Linked DNA regions of Mus musculus: region 2 is linked to region 1. Evidence: chromatin contacts called from public HiChIP or PLAC-seq data. All regions are on one chromosome and are shown on one strand. Each heading gives the region's core, a stretch centred on a gene start, on an enhancer-like site or on the middle of the called end of the contact. The rest is flanking DNA. Distances are from core to core; before and after follow the strand shown. Region 1 holds the start of Extl3 (exostosin-like glycosyltransferase 3). Region 2 overlaps Gm36924 (a long non-coding RNA gene).

Region 1 (7,127 bases), core at 1,208-3,707:
AAAGGGAAGTCATTATATTTTGATATGTCAGTGGTGCAAGTAGAGATTTGGGTTTGTGTGTTTGTTTCTCCTTAAAGAGAGAGAGGAAGAGGCTGGCGTGAATGGCAAAGAAAATAGCGATACAGGGATATCCTGGCATCTTTGATGGCAGCAGAACCTTTCTCGGCTCTTCCGTGCTTAGCTTGAGAGGGGAGGATCCTGGAAACTCAACCGCCATCAAAACCAAGCTAGATGCTTTCGGGTTCTCATTTCCCAAATTCAAAGAATGAAATTCATGTACCACAGTGGGGGTGAGATTTAGGTGGAAAAACCCAAAAACCTACTGTTGGGAGAGAAAGACAGAGACGCTCCTGTCCAGCGGGAAGGGTCCTCTCCCCCCCAACCCCCGGGGGCTGGAACCCCACTGAGCAGCGTCACTGCCTGCAAGTTAATTGGGCTTTAGCGGATGGAGGCAGGAAAGAGGATGAGTTACCCAGTTCAGCTTTCATGCCAGGTGTCGAGGTCCTTGCAGTTTGGGTCACAGCCTCAGTATGGCGTCCAGGAAAGGGGTAGGAGACGACGACCTCCTTCCTGGCCTCTCCAGCCTGGTGGCACTTGGCTTAGGCACTTGTGGCATCTTTGACCTATTTCCAGCCTTTAGCCAAGAAAAGGCCGATCACTCCCTGCGCCCCAGCCTTGTCTAGTCAATTTCTACCTCCTGCGCTCATCAGTGGGAGAGAGGAGCGTTACATGTCCCCAGAAAGGGAAGGAGGAAGGATGGTTCGATGGTTAGTTGTTGTCAACTTGACACAAGCTAGGATCTTCTGAGAAGAGGGAACCTCAGGTATGGGTGGGTAGCACGTGCCTTTAATCCCAGCAGAGGCAGGCAGATCTTTGTGAGTTTCAGGCCAGCCGGGTCTACATAGTGAGTTCCAAAATAGCCATGTAGAGGGAGACCTCAAAATGTTCTCCCCCAAGTGGAGAGAGGGAGGAGGGAAGGGGGGAAGGGAGAAACTCGTCTATCAGATTGGCCTGTGGGCAAGTCTGGGGCAGACCCAGCCTATTATGCACAGAGCCACCCTTGGGCAGGTGGTCTCTAGTGTAAAAAAGAAAAAAAAAAAAAAAAGAAAAAAAGAAAACTGAGCCAGCCATGGGAAACGAGCCAGTGAACAGCCTAACTTCAAGGCCTCTGTTTCAATTTCTGCCTCCAAGGGCCCTGCCCTGCTTTAAAGTTTATGCTTCAGCTTCTTTCAATAATAAACTGTGACTGGGATGTGTACGCCTAATAAACCCTTTCCTCCCCAAGTTGCTTTTGGTCGTGGTGTTTTATCATAGTTACAAGAGAGTAAAATAGGATAGATGAGGGAAAGAGCGGAGCCTGACTTGGAGATGGGTGGAGAGATCAGGAGATGAGGAGACTGCTCCAGAAAATCAACTGTCAGGGTTTTAAAAATGTTTTGTTTTGCAAAGGGAATGGTTAACTCAGTCTGCCGTGGGAGTGGAATCCTGTTTTCTCAGCCTCCCTGTCCTGAGCACTGGGTCTGGGTGCTCCCAAGAAGGGCAGGTGGAAGGGTCAGCAGCTGTGAAACCATCTCTGGGGTGCAGTTCTCCTTAAAGTAACAGACCACCCAAGCACAGGGATGGAAATGAGCTAACCTAGCTGGGTGTGTCTGGACTCTGTGGAGGAAGCCCTGGGGCAATAGCCTTGTTTTGGGGGACTCAAATAAATACGGAGAAGCAATCTGACTTTAAACTATACTACAATTGTTAATTTTAATAGATGAGTTTGAACTGTTTTCTAAATTAACTCGTGCTACTTTTAAAATTGATCCTATCTCCTCCCTCTTTCCTTCCCTTCTCCTCCTCCCCCCCCCCCCCCCCCCGGTCTCTCTCTGCCTCCTCTGAGCCCTCCCTGCCCCTGCCCCCCCTTCTCTCTATATTCTCTCTGTAGTAGAAGGGTCTTCCCAATTCCCAAACCACAGAGCCTGGCTTTAAAGTATTTAAAAGATACTCCTTTTAGTCCATAACTTGCAAGGTTGATTAATCTGTTTTGCAAAGCCGGGGATTTTTTTTCCCCCTAAGCATCTACTCAGCCCCGCCCTTTATTTGCAGCTAAATATTTAAAAGTGTTTCAGAACTGTGGGTCATTGCTAGCACGGGGTACCACATTTGGGCATGGGCTTATTTTTAGGTTGAGGGTTACCCAGATTAATGGGGCCTCTTCTCCAGGCTCCTGGCCCTTCTCACAATCACTGGCACCCAGCCTGCGCCTGGGATCCAGGAGGGCAGAGCCCACCGCCCCCCTCCGCCTGTGCCTTCGGACGCGTCCGGAAAGTCACGAATGTCTCTGCGCTTTCCTCTCGCTCGGCAGACGCAGGTTCGGCCGTTTCCGGCCCATCTTCGGCAAGTTCCGCCGGCGCGGGTCGGAAATGGCCGCCGGCCGGCAGGGGGAGTGGAGGATCCGGCCGGCAGGGGGAGTGGAGGATCCGGCGCGGCCTGGGAGGCGCGCAGCCGGCGGCCAGAGCGGCTTGTGGGAAGCGGACTTTCACGCAGGCAACGGCGGTGGCTCGTTACTGACTGGAAGCCGGTAGGAGTCCGGGCGGCATGGAAGCCCGAGGACCCGGGCAGGGCTGGAAAGGCTGGTGGGAAGCACCGGGCAGCCTTGAGCTTGCGGCTGTGGCGGGCGGGGGCACGAGCGGCGGTGCCTGGGAGCTGCGGCGGCGGCGCAGCCGGGTAGGCCTGCCCCGCGCGGGGGCCTCGCTCCGCTGGGGCCGGGCACTAGCGGCCCACGGGAACATCTCCCGTGGAAGCGCAGCCTTCAGCTCCCCGCGATCACTCCCACATCTGGCCGCTTCTCCTCGGCACAGCTGCGCGCCGCTGCCCGTCGGGCTCTTCTCTCCAGGTGGCCACTTCCTGCCAGGGGTCCAGGTGTTGCTGTGCTCTGTGTCCTCCCGGGGCCTGGGTGTGCCACAGCTGAGGGATTGGGGGTCCCCGTGACGCCCCACATGGAGTGACTGTTCTGTTGGCGACAGCCCCATGTCAGAGCCCGAGAAGCTGGGCAGCACCGAGTGTTTGCCCTAGTCCATAGTGAGCAGCTGCTTAGCCTCTGTTGAGATATCCACGGCCCTGAGCCCACTGAAAGTCGATGGGTGTCAGCCTCCAGCCTGGATCGCTGCTCTTTAAATTCTCAAGGCCTTTAATAGATCCTCTTCTTTTGGGGAAGAGGAAAGTCAATATGTGATTTAAGAGGTGGCAGTAAGCGGTTCTTCACTTTTGTCTTGTTCTTGTTCCACTTGGAGAGTCTGGCATTTCAAGGCTGGACTTCTTGACCCTCTCTCTTCTACCCTCCCTCCCTTCCCATCCATCCATCCATCCATCCATCCAAGCAGGCTTGGAGGTTCCTGTCTATTGCTCAACAGTTAGCTTTCCCCTCTGACTCAATGACTATAACTCTCTGTAGAGTCTGGGATGGTGGTTCTTCCCTGGGGCATTGATAATCTTGAGTGAAACTAGACTTTCTCAACAGCTTATTCCAGCAGAGGACTTTTATATAAATCGTAATGAAAGAAAAACCACTTTCTTAAACTCTTACTTGGTGTGTTAAACATATCTATTTCCTGTGAGGATTTCCAGATCTTTGCCCGTGGAGAGCCTGAAGAGCCTGAAGAGTTGACGTTAGTCTGAATGCTTTCTGGAGGAGACCTAGAATTGTGGCTATTAAGAATTGTGTGTGGGTGTTTTGTTTTGTTTGGTTGTTGGAGATAGGGTCACGCTGTAGCCCAGGCTGACCTGGAGTTCTTGGTGAGCCTGTTGCTTCAGCCTCTGCAGTGTTGGGATTATAAAGCTGGAGCCACCAAATCCAGACCTAGCATCTTCAGAATCCTTGAGACACCAGTTTGGACACCAAAGGTGAAGGTAGAACTAACAAAAAGCTTTGTGTGTGTGTGTGTGTGTGTGTGTGTGTGTGTGTGTGTTTATTCTCATCCTCACTTTCTAGAAGAAAAAACCATTATTAAGTACCTGGTGTCTGTTGGAATCTCTTAGTGATTAGGTCTGAGAGCTTTGTTTTTTGCCTGTGAGAGTAAAAGACCTCAGTAACCAGGTGGGAGAGAAAAATGGACTCTAGAAGAGAGGGGGAGGTCTAAAATAGGCTAGTAGCTTTCAGAAGGAAGTGTGCAGGTTGGAAAACGCTGTGCTGTGTGAAGGCGCTAGACCAGGGTGTGGGGTGTGTAGGCAGGCAAGAGGCTCACCAGGAGTTCCAGGCCAGCCTGCTATAAGCCATGATCTCTAGCCTAGTGGGAAAGGTCAGTGAGAGGTGGGGAAGGAGTGAAGCAGGGCCTGTCAGTTGAGTGACTGAGTTGGTTTGCTTCTTTACCTGTGGAACCCAGGGCTTCCCACATGCTGTACGGCACGCCCTCTACCATTGAGCTACAGCCTTTGCTTTGGTGGTAGCTGGAGAGGGGTTAAAGGTATTGTTTAAAGTAAAATAAGGTATTAGAAATAAGAGTGTCTCACCAGATGGAGTCCCGGTGAGGCTCTAATTGTCTCTGTACATAGTTCAGTGTGAAGCAAGGACTAAGAACCAAGGCTGCCGGGCACCTTTAATCCCAGCACTTGGGAGGCAGAGGCAGGCGAACTTCTGAGTTCAAGGCCAGCCTGGTCTACAAAGTGAGTTCCAGGACAGCCAGGACTACACAGAGAAACCCTGTCTTGAAAACACACACACACACACACACACACACACACACACACACACACACACACAAACCAAGGCTCTTCCATCAAAAGTTCTAAAACTACTCAATAATATTTGCTGGAGAACTAAGTTGAGTTGAGAAAGTTCTTGGTGAGTTGTTTCTTTGCAGGCAGGTTCTAGTAGCACATGCCTGAAACCAGCTTGCTAGGTGTACCAGGAGTCCAAGGTCATCGTTAGCTACATAGGAGAGTTTGTAGCCAACCTAGGTTACACGAGGCCTATGTCAAAAAATAAGCCAACCAACAAACATTTTATTTACATTCATTTCCTTTTACTTTTGGTATCTGCTCCCTTTGAGAATCTGTGATAATGGGACAGCTGAGCAAACGGGAAAGACTTTTCACGTGTTATAGGTTCCATGAAATAGCAGATTGTGTGCAGATGAAGTTGAGAACTCAAGGACAGAGGTAGACTAACGTGTGAGCATTGTCTTCTCCTGCCTGAACCTCTTAGACGCACCTTTTGTGATTGAAGTCTTTCAGGTGTCTTGGGTGATATAAGTAGGTGTAAAAGAAGCTGGAGCTCTTAAAAAAGAAATCTCTATTAAAATTTATTTTTATTTATACGAGTATACTGTAGCTGTCTTCAGACACACACCAGAAGAAGGCACCAGATCCCATTACGGATGGTTGTGAGCCACCATGTGGTTGCTGGGAATTGAACTCAGGACCTCTGGAAGAACAGTCAGTTCTCTTACCCGCTTGAGCTATCTTCTTTAAAAAAAAAAACAAAAAACAAAAAACAAAAAAACAAACCAAATCTGTAGCCTTGAGGTGCAGAGGGACAGAGAGACTCATTTAATAGTGTGGCTCCTCTATATAGTCTATAATGTGTGTTGTAGGGTATTGCTCAGAGGCATCCAAATGAACCATTAAAATCCCAAGGATGGGGGCTGGTGAGATGGCTCAGCGGGTAAGAGCACTGACTGCTCTTCCAAAGTTCTTGAGTTCAAATCCCAGCAACCACATGGTGGCTCACAACCACCCGTAACAGGATCTGATGCCCTCTTCTGCTGCAGTCTGAAGACAGCTACCATGTAGTTACGTATAATAATAAATACATCTAAAAAAATAAATGAATAACATCCCAAGGATGGAGCCATACAAAGGAGAGCAGCACATACATAATATAGTGTAGAATCTAATCTGTTTAGTAGTTAATACCTGCACGTATCCCAGAGATCAAGTCTGGGTGCAGTAAAGTGTGGAAAAGCATGTGGTCTAGGAAGCCCAGTGTCTGCCCTAAAGAGTCAGCACAGTTTGCATATTCTTCCATTCGGCTGAGCCCCATAACTTGGAGACTGACTGGCCATGTTAATGATTGACAGCTGCTTTGTGTGGACACTTTTACCCTGTAATCTTGTCCTCTCACGTGTTGTCATCTGAAGTGTTCCCAACTTCTTTTAAATATTTTTCTCAACAGAAATATTTCATAGCCCAAGGGAGGAATATAAAACAGAAATAGGTTGGGAATATGCCCTCAGTCTATGTAACAAGACCGCTAAACTGTGTAAGCACATGGGCCTGGAGAAATGGCTCAGTGGATAAGAGCACACATTGTTCTTGTAGAGGATTCAGGTTTAGTTCCTCAGCACCCACATCAGGTTGTTCACAACAGCCTAGATCTCCTGGCTCAACACCCTTCTGACCTCCTTGTTACGTACACAGACACACAAATAATAAATGTTTAAAAATAAATTTAAGGGGCTAGAGACCTGGCTTGGCAGTTATGAGCACTGCCTGCTCTTCCAGAGGTCCTGAGTTCAATTCCCAGCAACCACATGGTGGCTCACAACCATCTGTAATGGGATCTGATGCCTTCTTCCATGTGACTGAGGACAGTGATAGGGTCTTCATGAAATAAATAAATCTTTAAAAATAAATAAATAAAAATAATAAATCTTGAAAAAATAAATATAAATTAAAATATAAACACTGTGATGGATTAAAATAGTGTTTTTATTTGTTGTAGAAGTTCTTTGCCATTTTTGTGTTCTTTTCTTTTGGGGGGGGTTTTGTTTGTATGTTTGTTTGTTTGTTTGTTTTGAGACAGGGTTTCTCTGTGTAGCCCTGGCTCTCCTGGAACTCATTTTGTAGACCAGGCTGTCTTTGAACTCAGAAATCTGCCTGCCTCTGCCTCCCAAGTGCAGGGATACAAGGCGTGCGCCACCACGCCCGGCTTTTTTTGTGTTCTTTTCTTCTATAGAATTTATTCTTTAGGGGATGGAGAGATGGCTCAGCTGTTAAAAGAGCAATGGCTGCTCATTCTGAGGATCTGGGTTCAATTTCCAGCACCTACACGGTAGCTCGCAACTGTTTGTAACTCCAGCTTCAGGGAATCTGAGACCCTCACACAGATACATATGCAGGCAAAACCTCAGTGCATATAAAAT
Region 2 (7,127 bases), core at 2,618-5,117, 470 kb after region 1:
ATCTCTCCAACCCCACTTATATATTTTTGAGATACACGACTGTAATACATTTTCAAAAGACAGCATAAATATGATAGGACTGATAAACATGAACTGGTGTTTAATAAAAACAGCATGTTCCATTCTGTCCCATAATGTTGTGGGATATTTTTACTCTCTTCTTGCACCAGGAAGAAAAGGTCATTTGTGTCACCAGGGAAGGGAGCTGAGACTTGGGAGTGTTTGCAGAGTCAGACTTTACTAACATAACCCCCATTTACATTCGTTTCACCGTATATTTCCTAACTCCTTGCATTAATCAGCTTTCTCTAGCAGCATACACAACATTATAAGAGGGGATTTATTAAACAGCTTATAGGATCAGACTCTAAATAGTCCCACAATGGCTGATCTTACCACAGAGAAACCAGAAGCCAACACCGCTTATCCAAGGACCAGTGAGTCAGGCTTATGGGCTCAATGCCTCGGAGCCCCTGGATTGCTGTTAGAGCAAGTCAGTGTTCAGAGAGTCTGGAGCCAGATGCCCACAGTCAGTGACAGCAGCAAAGTGTTTACTGGGACACTGGAGAGATGGCTCAGCCATTAGAAGTCCTGTTGTTCTTGAAGAGGACATGGTTTCAGTTTCCAACACCTACATGGCTGTTCACAACTACCTGTAACTCCATTTCCAGGGGATCCAATTCCTTCTGACCCTCAGGCTTCTGCATGTGTTTGGTGGAAATAAACTCATTCAGGCACACAAACATGCATATAAACAGACACACACACACACACACACACACACACACACACACACACACACAGACACAGAGTCTTCAGCGTGTTGTAGCTCACCTTTAATCCCCAAACTTGGGAAGCAGCCAGGCAGATCTCTGTGAGTTTAAAGTAGCTTGGTCTGTACAGTGAGTTCCAGACCAGCCAGACTGTATAGTGAGAGAGACTCTCATTGTATAAGTGTAATAGATATAAAAATAAATAGAAATAGAAGTAGAAGTATTCTGGCTCCAGCAGAGTTTAGTGTGTGGATGTTCAAACCTCCTGGCTGGCCATTAGAAAGGGGTGCCTTTCTCAGGGAAAAATACAACCCCTGTTCTTCGATATGGTGAACACAGAGCGCATTCTGAACCCGCTATTTCTCAATTGTCTTTTGCTCAAAATAACCAATACATAAAAATGACATCCTTTGAGGTGGCATATGCTAGATCCTTAGTTGTAGTTGCTCTGACTTAACCCATCAGTGGATGGACTAGTAAGTTCTGAAAAAAATCAGTTTCACTGCGAAGGGTCTAGTACATTTATTACCAAAATGTCTTAAGTAGTTTTGTCATGGAACACTTTGGTTTTAACCTCTGAATTGAGAAATAAACTCACTATGTAGCCCAGGCAGTTCCCATCTTAGCCTCTTAAGTGCTGAGATTTCAGGTGTGCTCCACCAAGACAGCTTTACAGGAAAAAAAAAAAATGGCCTCATATACCTCAACTGATCTTGAACTTGCTCTGTACAGGAGGCTGGTCTTGAACTCTTGATCGGCTTGCTCCTGCCATCCTTACCCACCCCCCAAATGGGATTAAAGGCTTCTTTAGAGAAACTACATTCCTTCTGATTGACTGAGAAACACTTGGCTGTCTCGTCTAGTCTTGGGTTTGTAAGAGCCATCCTCCATATGTGGTCTTAACCTCCTTCTCCACCAAGCCTAAGCCAAAATTATGGTCCATGTAATATGCTCTGCTTTGGTTACTGGCCTTCCTAATTGAGTCCCTGTGTCCTTCCAACTGTCATTAAGATAGGTCAGGCACATAGCCTTCTATTTTAGTAACAACTGAATCATGCATTTGTTGGTATATAATCTGAACCCTTAAAACCACGGTCAGAATACTCCCAATGTTAAAAATTAAACAAATGCTATCCGAGTACAAACAAAGGTAGCTAGTGAGTCCACAGGCAAAGTCAAAGACTGACAGCTAACACTTGCAGTTGGAAGGCCTTTGGAGCTGTGTCCTTGGGTCATATCTTACCCAGTGGCAGTAGCAGTGGGCAATCTATTACTGGGGAGGAGCCAGAGAGCCAACATCCGCAGCTGTGGACATGGACAACGGACTATCTAGGCACTCTCCATGGGAAACTAAAGGCACGCTTGTTTTCAGCCCTATATTTTAGTCACTATGTAGGGTTTGTATTTGTCCCATGGTCTTCCACATTCTTCAATATAACTTAGGGCTCCCCAGTATCTTGGGGGAGGGGAGGGTTCTCCTACATTGTGAAACATTTGGCACTGAACTTGTAACACAACCACCATGAAAAGGAGACCCTCACTCATTCTGGTAGAGGTAGATGCTTGTGTAACTCTTTTAGAGAGAATCCTATATTTACTCTCCAGAGGAGTCTTACACTTGTTTATTAGTTTCAATCTGGTAATTCCACTTCTCAGAGACTTATCTTAAAGAAACAATGAGAATGGCAGCAAGATGCTCCACTGGCAAAGGCCTGGCCAAACTGAGTTTGATCCCAGAAACCCATGTGAAGGTGTGACGAGCTAACTGCATAAATTTATCCTCCCTCTTACATCTTACACACACACACACACACACACACACACACACACATGACCACGTGTGGGCTATGGTAAGCCCGCCTTCCATTTTCTTGGATTTATCCCAGTTCCCTCCCTTCACTCTTGTGAATGCTATCAACTTCCTTATTAGAACAGAAACTGGATATGATGACCGTAATAGGCACCGATGGGACGGGACGGTGGAGGCTGGGGTGGGACTGGGGCTTAGGCTGGCAAGGTGCATGGTTCAGGCTGCTATGTTCCAAGGCTGGAGGCCATCCTGGGGACAGCCTGGATAGTAAGCACTGACAGCCAAGGACGGACTGATCAAAGATGGCTGGCTGGTTGGAGGCGAAGACCAGAATAGAAACTAAAGCAGCAGTCAAGGTGCCAGGAGGTCAAGGCGAGTCTGAAACTGGTTCTCCTTCCAGGATGTTATCAGTAAACCATAAACCAGATTAGGAACCCAGGAAGTCAGGAAGGTGAGTGAGTCAAGGTGTGTTTGTGACCTGATTTGAAGACAGGCTTGTTTGCCTTTCTGAATCCTTCAGGGCAGGAACTGGGGTCATGGGCTATCCCAGGCACACAGAGAGCAGCTGGAGGAACAACTGTGGAGGACTACGTGGCTGTGGGTGGGTCCTGGGTATGAGGGACGGGAAGCCCTGGCAGTGCCACTGAGAGGACTATTTGGCTAGACTCACTGCAGGGAGCTTTTAAATAAATCCCAGAGTTCAGCCACACCCCAGGCCAATTATATTGGAATGTCTGGGGGTGGGGCTCAGAGTCAGTTGTTAATGTTTCCTTGGTGATTTAAATGTTCAGCGGGAGAACCTGGTGGGATCTCAGATCTGCTCCTTACAGAGGGTGCAGGTGGGGGATCAAGTGACCAGCCAGTAATTACGAAACAAACTTTTTTTTTTTAAGTGTCTAAAGAAATACTTAAGCCATTGTAAATATATGGGAGTATTTCTATTCTTTTATTTTATTGGGTCAGAAGTCTTACCATGTAGCTCTGGCTGGTCTGGAAGGAAGTCGTCCAGGCTAATCCAGGCTGGCCTCAACTCACAGAAGTCCTCCTGGCTCAGCCTCCCAAGTGTTGGGATTGATTACAAGGGTGCACCAATATGTTTGGTTACTGGCACAGGGGATGGAACAGAGGACTTTGTACATACCAGGCAGGCATTCTATCAATTGAGCCTGACCTGGTTCCAGATGGTTTTGATCAGAGATTTCTAAAGGCATAGTGATACTGTGGGAAGTGACTGGCCCCTGACATACAGGTCAGTCTCCTTCAGCACACATTTACTAACACTTGCAGTTAGGATCCACCTCAGTGAACACTGTCCTTCGTCAATGCTGCCAAAGGCACTATGAGGCCAGCAGTCGACAGCCTAGCTTTGCAGGTGCAGAGTCTAAGGGGAAATGGCTTCCCAAGGTTACAGACGAGCACAGAGTCGGGTGTGACTCCAGGATTTCTGACACAAACTGCCCTTTCTAGCTCTTTGCTGACTTGACTGCCCTCCACTGAACGACTGGGCTCTGATTATGCAGAGAGACACAAAGAGATCTAGTCCATTCTCCCCCTTGAGAGATGGACAGGGCTGGTGAGATGGCTCAGCAGTTAGGAGCACTGACTGCTCTTCCAAAGGTCCTGAGTTCAAATCCCAGCAACCACATGGTGGCTCACAACCATCCGTAATGAGATCTGATGCCCTCTTCTGGAGTGTCTGAAGACAGCTACAGTGTACTTACATATAATAAATAAATAAATAAATAAATATTAGAAAACATACCTTTAAAAAAAAAAGAGATGGACAGTTGTCTCCATATTCAAACACAATGAAGTTGGGTATGAAGGCTCATACCTGGAGTCACAGCATTCAGGAGGATTGTCACAAGTTAGAGCCCAGAGTAGGATTGTGGGGGTGGGAAAACCTGATAAGCTCAGTTGGTAAGACACTTCCCTAGCATGCCTGAAACCCTGGATCTGGTTCCCAGAGTGTGCAGTCATAGCCGATGATAGGCTCTCTGTTGGAGAGGTGGAGGTCAGAAGGTCAGAAATTCAAGGCCATCCTTGGGCACACAGCTAGTTTGAGGCCAGCCTGAACTACTGAGACCCTGCTTTAAATACATCACCACCGGGCTGGAGAGATGGCTCAGCAGTTAAGAGCACTGACCGCTCTTCCAGAGGTCCTGAGTTCAATTCCCAGTGACCACATGGTGGCTCACAACCCTCTATAATGGGGTCCGATGCACTCTTCTGATGTGTCTGAAGACAGCTACAGTGTACGCATATAAATAAATAAATCTTTTAAAAAAATACATCACCACCAAAACAAATCCCCAAAACCCTGGTGGCTCATGCCTTTAATCTCAGCACTCAGGAGACAGAGACAGAGGATCTCAATAAATTTGAGGCCAGACTCCAGAGTGAGTTCCAAGACAGCCAAGGCTACACAGAGAAATCCTATCCAGAAAAACCAAAAAGGTAAAAAAGAAAAAGAAAATGAAAGAAAAAGAGAGAGAGAGAGAGAGAGAGAGAAAGAGAGAAACCCTAAGGTTAATGAATGCCGAGAGAAAGTTTCACCTGTGCTCATGGACACACCTTGTCTTCCTCTCTGCTCTTCACCTGGAATGCTGCCCTTGTGCCTTCCTGCCTCACCTGAGGGCAGAAGAGAATGGAAAATGTTCACATGGCTGGGTTCTCAACTGACACCGGCCTCGGAAGTAATTTTCCTTCCCAAACTGGGATTTGTTTCCGTCCCTCTGTGTTTTACACCATCTTGAATGTCTGAAGTCTCCGTGACTCATGCTATAATATCTGCCACATTCTTTTTAGACACAGGGCATTTCTGCAATGTCACTTATTACCCCTCCCCCACCCCCACCCTCCCCTCCGTCCTTCCTTCCTTCTTTCACTCTCTCTGTCTCTCTCTTCTCTCTAATAATGTTTTAGCTAGCCCAGGCTAGCCTTGAACTCACTATGTAACCATAGATGGCCCTGAACTTCTGATCCTCCAGCTTTACGTTAGGATACAGGTGTGACCCACCAAACTCAGTTTATGGAGTGCTGCAGATTGGACCCAGGGCCTCTTTTCTGCTAGGTGAGCCCCCTACCGACTGAGTCACATTCCAGCCCCTCTTACCTTCCTGATTTTTCCTGGATCTTTATAACTGGAGATGACAAAAATCTATGGAGTCAAAGACTATTTCCGTTTGGGAAACAAGCTATTTCCAGCAATCTTTCAAATTAAATGGAGGGTCCAAAGTGTCTCTTATCAGTGCTGGTCTAGTTAAGAGCTATATCAGAGCTATAATAGTTGCCTGGGAGGGGGGTGGTCACCCTAGTAAGGACTTGGGACTGGGGGCTGTAGGAGGTAGTAGGTCTGATCCTAGGCAGGCTAGGCCAGTAGGGGTTCAGGCAGATAGGACCAATTAAAAGGGCAAGGAAGGCCTCAAGGGAAGTGTTTGTAGATTCCTGTTTATTCACTTTCCTTAATTCTAACAAATTACCTGAAGCTGGGTCCTTTACAAAGAAAAAAGGTTTGTCTAGCTTACTGCTTTATAGGCTGAAAGACTAAGATGGCACGGTGCCCTCATTTCAGCTTCCTTGGCTGTGTTGTTTGGTATCAGCATGAGCAGGACACTTAGAGGGTGAAGTGGGAACCAGAATGCCACCTAGACTTTCCAGCTCGCTCCATCAACAATCAATCCCGTCACAGGATGAAGTCCCAGTGAGCTACTCACCTTCCACAAGGACCCAGCTCTCTTCCTCCCTCCCTCCCTCCCTCCCTCCCTCCCTCCCTCCCTCCCTCTCTCTTTCCCTCCCTCCCTCTCTCTCTCCCTCCATTCCTCCCTCTCTCCATCCCCCCCTTCATCCCTTTCTTTCTAGAGATTTTTGGGTTTGGGTTTCTTTCTAAAGATTTACTTATTTCAGTTTTACGTTTTGTTTTGTTTTGTTTTTTGCCCTGATCACTTGCATGCAGTACCAGCAATGGCCAGAAGAGGGTACTGGACCAGAAGAGGGTACTATGGCTGGAGTTACAGACAGTTGTATGCCACTGTATGAGTGCTGGGAACTGAATCCAGGTCCTCAAGAAGAGCAGTCAGTGCTCTTGACCTCTGAGCCTTTTCTCCAGCCCAAGAAAACTCTTAAAGGTTCCATTCTCACATAGCCACAGTGGAGGCCAGACTTCCAACATGGGTTCTGCGGAAGGATAAACTATATTCAAACACAGTTGGTCTTGTCCCCCTCCCCTCCCCCCCACCCGGGCCCTGTAATTAGCTCGGGCTATGTAGTGAGATTCTGTTTCAAAACAAAACAAAACAAAACGACACAACACAACACCCAAAACCAAAACCAATAGTAGGGAGCTGGGGCTGTAGCTTAGTAGGTAGAACACTTTCCTCACACGCTTGAAGCCTGGTTTATGTCTGTAGTGTCAAATAAACTGGGCATGGTGCTGAAAAACCAGCACTTCCTGTGAAGGTAGGAGAATTAGAAGTTCAAAGTTACCCTCAGTTACATAGTGATTTTGACACCAGACGGGGCTTGGTGAGACCCAGTCTACAGAA

Evidence for each region. HiChIP or PLAC-seq counts read pairs in DNA pulled down with a chosen protein or histone mark.
Region 2: an H3K27ac HiChIP or PLAC-seq map of embryonic stem cells shows a contact between it and region 1, with 9 read pairs. The contact joins the enhancer-like site here to the promoter of Extl3 in region 1. A contact is called at or near these places in 3 of 39 promoter capture datasets (the C10 cell line, hippocampal neurons and pre-B cells), 3 of 484 Hi-C or Micro-C datasets (CD8 T cells and embryonic stem cells), 16 of 115 datasets of contacts at active chromatin or transcription factors (the NIH/3T3 cell line, T-cell acute lymphoblastic leukemia, bone marrow-derived macrophages and 7 more) and 1 of 9 other capture datasets (embryonic stem cells).

What each region holds. Positions count from the first base shown.
Region 1 is chr14:65,093,436-65,100,562 of GRCm38.p6, reverse strand. It overlaps Extl3 (exostosin-like glycosyltransferase 3), which reads left to right and starts at 2,457. Exons shown (of 7, transcript NM_018788.3): 1 at 2,457-2,566. It overlaps Gm52119 (a long non-coding RNA gene), which reads right to left and starts at 1,193. Exons shown (of 3, transcript XR_003951142.1): 1 at 473-1,193.
Region 2 is chr14:64,629,166-64,636,292 of GRCm38.p6, reverse strand. It overlaps Gm36924 (a long non-coding RNA gene), which reads right to left. Exons shown (of 3, transcript XR_383509.2): 2 at 5,158-5,214. Among named protein-coding and RNA genes, the nearest start is that of Gm36924, 8.2 kb to the right of the region's middle. Within about 2 kb of position 3,867, at least 60 of the 459 cell types and tissues checked have an H3K27ac peak or open chromatin away from gene starts, as enhancers often do. A contact at or near this core is called in embryonic stem cells and pancreatic cancer cells, where this site is marked.